Linked DNA regions of Anas platyrhynchos: region 1 is linked to region 2. A link is a contact called in public Hi-C data. All regions are on one chromosome and are shown on one strand. Each heading gives the region's core, a stretch centred on a gene start, on an enhancer-like site or on the middle of the called end of the contact. The rest is flanking DNA. Distances are from core to core; before and after follow the strand shown. Region 1 overlaps SYNE2 (spectrin repeat containing nuclear envelope protein 2). Region 2 holds the start of SYNE2 (spectrin repeat containing nuclear envelope protein 2).

Region 1 (3,388 bases), core at 708-3,207, 53 kb before region 2:
TTATTCGTCCTTTGCAAGGCTGCAGGCAGCTCCTCTGAAACAGTATCAGAGTGATACAAGTTATGTTGGTGACTTTCTCAGGGTATGGTAAAATAACACAAAGCTTCTCCAACTCAAGGGTTTAGATCACGTCACTGCTCAGCAAGATCTGTCTCCCTGGCTGAGAATTAGCTTACTGAAAATTAAGATCATAACAATCAACCTCCTTCCATTTCTTTTTCATCAGTGCTGCTTCCAACAAGTACATACAAAGTATTTTAAAAGAAAAAAATTGGAGAAGGCTTCCTTATTTAGGTTGTAAGGCAGAGAATAAAAGACAAACTCTCGATTTTCTTCAATGCTACAAAGATGCTTTAAGACACATTTGTGTTTCAGTGCTCTATCACAAAGGGGCCATAGGCCCTGTGAGTTCACTGAAATTATGAAATTACAAGAGCTTTGAAAAAGAATTTACCTTTGTTGAATAGCTGGAATCGTTGGATCCTTCAAGCCTATTTTGTTAATTCTATCACGTAGATCCTGAATGTTTTTAAGGAGTTCACAATTTCTTGTGGAAAATATCTTGTATAAATCATTTTCCTCTGTCAGCATCTGATCACTTGAGTGACCACAAGTCATAGTTAGCTCTTCAGATAAATTCAGAACTAGTTTTTCACACCAGGTCTCTCCCCCACACTCAGCATCTTCCAAGCAAATATCAACTGCTTTCAGGCGTTCATCCAAACATTTAGCCTCTTTTGCCATATGAGAGACTTCTTGTGCAGCCTCTCTCAACACTTTTTCCTGTATTTCAGGTTGACCCGAGGAATCTGTGAGACGTCTTATGGAACTCTGAATCTTCCTCAGTGAGGCCATAAAAGCTTCCAGATCTTTAAGGACTGTCTCTCGGATCTGCATTTTATGGCTCATTTCTTCAAGCTGGTTTTGATAATAAAACATAATTTTACTTGCAGCTTGCAGATCTATTGGATTAAATTCATCTCTTGCTGAACTGTCCAGGTTTTCCAATTGCTTGCACACTTCAATCTGATTTAATATAGACCTCTGTAGCTCCTGAAATTGAGAGAATCATCAACAGTGTTAGCAAGTGAAAGAAAATCTTTATGCTATATTCAAGCTGAACCTGTGACTGAAAACAAATTATACTGATCCAAATAGAATATATGTATCTATATCGTTAAAAGAGTGAAGGAGAACATTTTTAAGATTTGGGTGTTTGGAATTTTCATTGCAATTTAGGACTGCGGGAGATCTAGATATGAAAACAACATTAAATGCAATTGAGTTTATTAAATCTGAATCATTACGCCTATACATTCAATTAGCCATTTGCTAAGAGATAATATCATATTACAAACACAGACATAAGGCACTACGAGGCAATCAGATTATGGCAGAATGACTTTGTCATGGCAATACAGTAAATATGCTAAATAGGGTGGTTGAGAAAGAAAAACATTTTTTCCTCATCTGGATATTGGTGGAGGAAGGGGCAAAAAAAAGAAAAATCAAGTAAAATGGTATTCCACATAAAAGTAATATGATCAGCACCATAAAAAAGCTCAAATCTCTTGCCAGCAACCTCAAAAATAGGAGAAAAGGATTACAAGAGTCCTGGGACTGAAACCAGCAAGCTCTTACAGCAGACTGCTACTTCTGCCACCTTTTAAGTTCTTTTATTGCGATATTCTTGGAGGAAACTTACACACATGTAAAATTCTCTCCATGAAGCCTGCACACTGTCTGGTTAAAGGATTACGCAGCCCTCAGGCAAACAGCAGTACATCACTGTTGTGAAACTTGGAAGTGCAGGGCTGGGAAAAAATGCAAGACTCTTCCAGAGTCCTTTCAGACAAAGAGTGCACATGCATTCTGCCCAAGAGCTTGAGAGACCTAAACCCTACTCAGCTTGAGCACCAAGGGCAGACAAACACAAACTTTCAGTACTGTCTAGCAGTCCACATGTTCAACAGGGACAGAATATCAGGAAAAAAACAACATCGACTCTGCATAATAGACAGACCAGAGTCTAAGCACAAGATACTGATATCAGCAGAATAAATTACTGCATACACGCAGACCTTCCAAAGCCATCCTGAGGCATGCTCAGATCCCTCAACAGATGTGACACAAGGCAGCTTAGTTTAGCTCAGTAATTAACACTGCATTATTTATATCACTCTGCAAAGTGACATAAAGCCAGGTGGGAACAGCATAAATCTGTAACGAAGAAAAGTCCTAACCTAAGATGAAATATTCACAGCTATGCTTTTTACAGCGGAGACTATCAAGGGTACCCACTTGAGTCTACAGGAGCAATGGTATTTGAAGTGTATGGATTAAAATGCTGTTAGATGTCAGAAGTTTTTGGGTAGTCTTGTGAATTGTCCCAAAGTCCTAAGAGAGAAATCCCATGAAGTTCACAAGCTCTTACAAATATTAAGAACTATTCTGGTTAGGGTGTTGTCTCTGCATCTCTGCCTTTTCCCTTACCTTTAGCTCCCTGTAAGCAAGATCACTATTCATCAGATTAAACTGTTGGATGTCCTTTTTGTTCAGCCGCTGATCTAATTCACGTAGAAGAATGGATTCATTTTCTATTGGCAAAACGATTTCCAAAGCAGTCCTTAAAGAGTTTGTTCTACAAGAAACATAAAGAAACGCGAACTAGGAAAGCCAGCAAGAAAAGACACTTGACATTTTACAGCACAAGAAGCCACAGAGGTATTGTAATTGACTGTCTAATTGATCTAATCCTCCTCCTCTGGGGTCAAAGGAGTTTTTCTATTGATTAGTAATATAAGCAGTGTGAATCCCAGTGCATTTAACCAGAAGGTTGAAGGAAATAAAAATAAGCTTGGGAATACTGCACAGCAATGCTACAAAGATCTGGCTCTGAGCTTCCTGGAGAGACCCACACTATCTGCAAGATACATATGAGCTATGTATAATTAAGAAAAAGATTAATTTCACACAATTAAAAAAAAAAAAAAAAAGAATTTAAAATACACAGATACTTTCTCTAAACTACATTATTTCCTTCACAAGCATCCCTTTCCTTTGCCAATATTATGAAATATTATTTTATACCTGGTATTTATAATATCCTGAAGTTCTTTCCATTCTCCTTCTAGCTTGCTTCTTGTCTCAGAGAGAGTAGCCCTTTCCACTTCATCCACAAGGTTTTCTAAGGTAGATGAGATGTTTCCCAACTGTGTCCAACCAGAAGTGGTATCATTCTCTATCACCTAAAAGGTATGGAAGTGGTATCAGTCTCTATCAACTAAAAGATATGAATAGTTAATTGAATTAATATGATTCTGCATTTTACAACAGACTGGGTAGTTCATAAAATGACAATCACAAGAATTTCTGCAGAAAAATTTGA
Region 2 (3,241 bases), core at 711-3,210:
ACTGCTTCTTGAATTACTTCATTGTGTCTATGCTTAAAATCTTTGCCTGACAAATACATAAAAAATAGCTAGCACACTCCAGGACCAGCTGTGTGCTGACACCACCAGAGTTCTCATTTACTTTAATGAACTTTTGATGAGATTTAATTAGAGGAAATAAGTTCCTTTGCACCCCTTAAACTGTCCTGCTCAGTTCTTAGCAAGGTCTGATAGCTGTGGCACTTAAAAAGCAGTTTTCTGATGTTATTTGTAAGTAGACATTTAAATAAAGGAGCTTTCATATAGATAGCTGTATGGCTTTGCTATAGATAGCTACAGTAAAGCCAGTTATCATTCGTCACCCTTCGTGATGAGGAAGAGAAGAACAACCACCATTTATACACTTCTGAATACGTATTTGTACAGCATCCAGCACAAGGGGGACCCAAACATTGCCACAGCACAAATCAGCACAGTGCTCACTGCAGTCACTGCTAGATTTTCCCTCCAAGCTCCCGTGTGCCACTGCCTATCCCCCTGCTCCTTGCAACCCGTCCCCATCCCCACTGGCAGGTGCCGGGGCCTCTGCTCCCCTTCCACAGCAGGTCCAAGTGGCCCCACAGCACCCCTCCTGCTCCCACCACAACGTGCCCTGCTTTGTCCTGGGAATCTGTTACTTCGGCTGCCCTGATTTTAATGTGAGGTGGCTGTGTGTACTGTTGCTGTGTGTAGAGTTAGCAGCCGCCACTGTGCTCCTTCATGAGCCGTAAAACAGTCACAGAAGAGGCAGGAGCCCATGGCTCAGCTCACCAGGTGCCAGAGGCCACGGGTGTCCTTTTTTAAGGTATCACGTTTTGACCAGAGGCATAAACAGAGGTTTTGTTAGCTTGGCCAACACACAGTCACAATAACTAGCCACGGTCCTGCACATGGCACTTCTGCCTTTGCCTGTCCTGTGATGGGTAAAGCGCTCCTGAAAGCAATGATGGAGAAAAACGAGTGAATGATGGAAAGAGGGGGCAGAGGACAGGTGAGACACGGGGCACCCTGACAGGGGGGCACTGAGGCGCGAGGAACATGCAAACACCGAGCTGACAAAGGATGGAGAGGCAGTGAGAAGCCCTCAAACAAACTTGCCCAAAGTTTTCTTGTCTGGGTGTTTCGAGGAAGCCGAGAAGCAAGCACCTGCTCTGCCTCCATGCTGCTGCGGCACCCCTCAGGGAAAGAGAAGGGATGGAAGAGGAGTGTTTGGGGGGACAGGGAGGGGATCCCTGAGCCTGAGGCAGGTCAGTGCCAAGGCAGGGAGCACCATCCCCACAGGCAGTGACTGGAGAGCAAGCAGGGGGTGCCTGAGAGCCGGGCTGGAGGCAGGGCTGAGGAGAAAGAAGCCCTGAGCAGCGCGGGAAGCACGGGCAGGGCTCAGCGCCTCAGCCAGGAGGCTGCAAAAAGGTAAAACCACCACAGCAGCACAGCCCTGGAGCCAGCACAGAGCCCCCCGCAGCACACCGCTACTTTTCGCTCCGGAGACAACTTTGCCCCGGCCAGCACCCACCGGCTCTCCCCGCACCGCCTTCAGGCGGGACCCACCGCCCCGGGATCCCCCCTATACCCCCCCCAAGGCTGTGGGGAGCCGGGCTTTTGGGCGACAAAACCCTCCCGCGGCCCTCCGAGGGAACAAAGGCGGCGGGGAACAAAGGCGGGCAGGTACCGCCGCGGCGGAGCCCAGCCGAGCCGAGCCGAGCCGTGCCCAGCCCAGTCCAGCCGCTGCTCCCCACACAAAGGCGCGGCCGCGCCGCAACTCGGGGTGCCCGGCGGGGCAGACTCACCGCGGCGGCGGGTCCGGGTGGAGGCGCTGAGGGCTTGGGCGGCGGGACGAGGAGGAGGAGGAGGAGGAGAAGGAGGAGGAGGAGAAGGAAAGGGGGGAAGGAGGAGGAGGGCCCAGGCACCCGCCGCTCCCCGCCCGCGGCCGGGAAAGCGGCGAGGCCGCAGCCCCCGCACCCCCGGGGCGGCGCGGTCCGGCCCCTGCTCCGCCTCCATCGGCCGCGGCCGGGTGAAGGAGGAGCGGGGCCCCGCTGGGCTGGCCGGCCCCTGAGGGGGTCTCCTGTCCCCCTACTGAACAGCCGGAGCTGTTTTCGTTTCACTCGGTTTGGTTTTTGCTTCCCATCCCGGCCCGAGCAAGCTTGCTCCCTCATCAGCGCTTGCTCCCCTCAGCTTGCTCCCTCGCCTTGCTTGCTCCCCTCGCCAGCCCCAGCTGTGGGATTTGCCGGTGTTTTGTCCCCCGAGCTGAGCAGGGCACCGCTGTGCCCCCTGCCCCAGCTGCTGGAAGCAGGCAGGGGAGGCCACAGTGTGTGTGTGTGTCTGGGTGTTTGGGGTGAAGGGTCGCGCTGGAGGTAAACAAGGGCACGAAAGATGTGTCCGTAATGATAAGAACCATTCCCTGGTCTGGGATGGTCTGAACTAACATGGTACAAAGAAGTAAAACACTTTTGCATTGCCACAAACCTGCAGCACCCTCAGATCATGTTTAGAACCTCAGAAACCTAAGCAGACAGAAACTGGAGACCTCTCCAGCTCCTGCTCCATCCTATATGGCCGCAGCATCCTTCCCTGTGCCCAGCTCCCTGCAGCCGTGCGTGGACATCCAGCCTGGTCTCAGGGGCACATCACCCACCTTTGCCTAGCCAGAGCTCTCAAAGTGTAAATTGGGACCACTTATGTGAACACGGAAGAACTTAGATGTTTTTTTACAAACTTCAAGGAAGGGTTTTAGTTTTGTGGGGGTAGGAGGAAATTTCTTATTCTCTTTGGGACTGCGTAGCTTTTGGCTACAGACTTCACAAAGTGAGAAGATGCAGCTAGTGGGAACATTTGCTTTATGCACTCAGAGTTCAGCTAGCTATCCAAAGAAAAAAGAAACTTTCCAAAAACCACTTCCTGCCAGTGCCAATGCATCAGTTTTCTCATGAATCTGTGCTGATAAAACATCAACCAACTTAAAAAAGTAGAAACAAGCGAGGTCCTGCATTGGAAGGCTACAAAGCCAAATGTTCCACTCCTTCCTGCCCTCCTCCTTATAACTGAACTTATAACTGAAGCTCTTCCAGATTTGGACTCCTGATTATCCATAACATTTTTAATTATTTTTTTCCCTCCAGGTACAAATGAATCTTGCACCTTTCTGAGTGCTATTTTAGTTGGAGTCAAAGGACGCAACGTGTTGCAGGAGCACCAGTCAAAGCTGGTTACAACCTGACTGCCCTGC

The links. Hi-C and Micro-C count contacts between places; a contact is called where the count stands out from the background.
Region 1: a contact with region 2 is called in a Hi-C map of subcutaneous adipose tissue, with 2.1 times the contacts expected there. The contact joins the enhancer-like site here to the promoter of SYNE2 in region 2. A contact is called at or near these places in 4 of 8 Hi-C or Micro-C datasets (liver, skeletal muscle and subcutaneous adipose tissue).

The regions. Positions count from the first base shown.
Region 1 is chr5:7,580,875-7,584,262 of IASCAAS_PekinDuck_T2T, reverse strand. It overlaps SYNE2 (spectrin repeat containing nuclear envelope protein 2), which reads right to left. Exons shown (of 117, transcript XM_072038196.1): 27 at 3,091-3,248; 28 at 2,494-2,641; 29 at 455-1,053. Among named protein-coding and RNA genes, the nearest start is that of TRNAL-CAG, 13 kb to the left of the region's middle. Within about 2 kb of position 1,957, at least 5 of the 8 cell types and tissues checked have an H3K27ac peak or open chromatin away from gene starts, as enhancers often do. A contact at or near this core is called in subcutaneous adipose tissue, where this site is marked.
Region 2 is chr5:7,528,322-7,531,562 of IASCAAS_PekinDuck_T2T, reverse strand. SYNE2 (spectrin repeat containing nuclear envelope protein 2) reads right to left here and starts at 1,960. Exons shown (of 117, transcript XM_072038196.1): 1 at 1,806-1,960.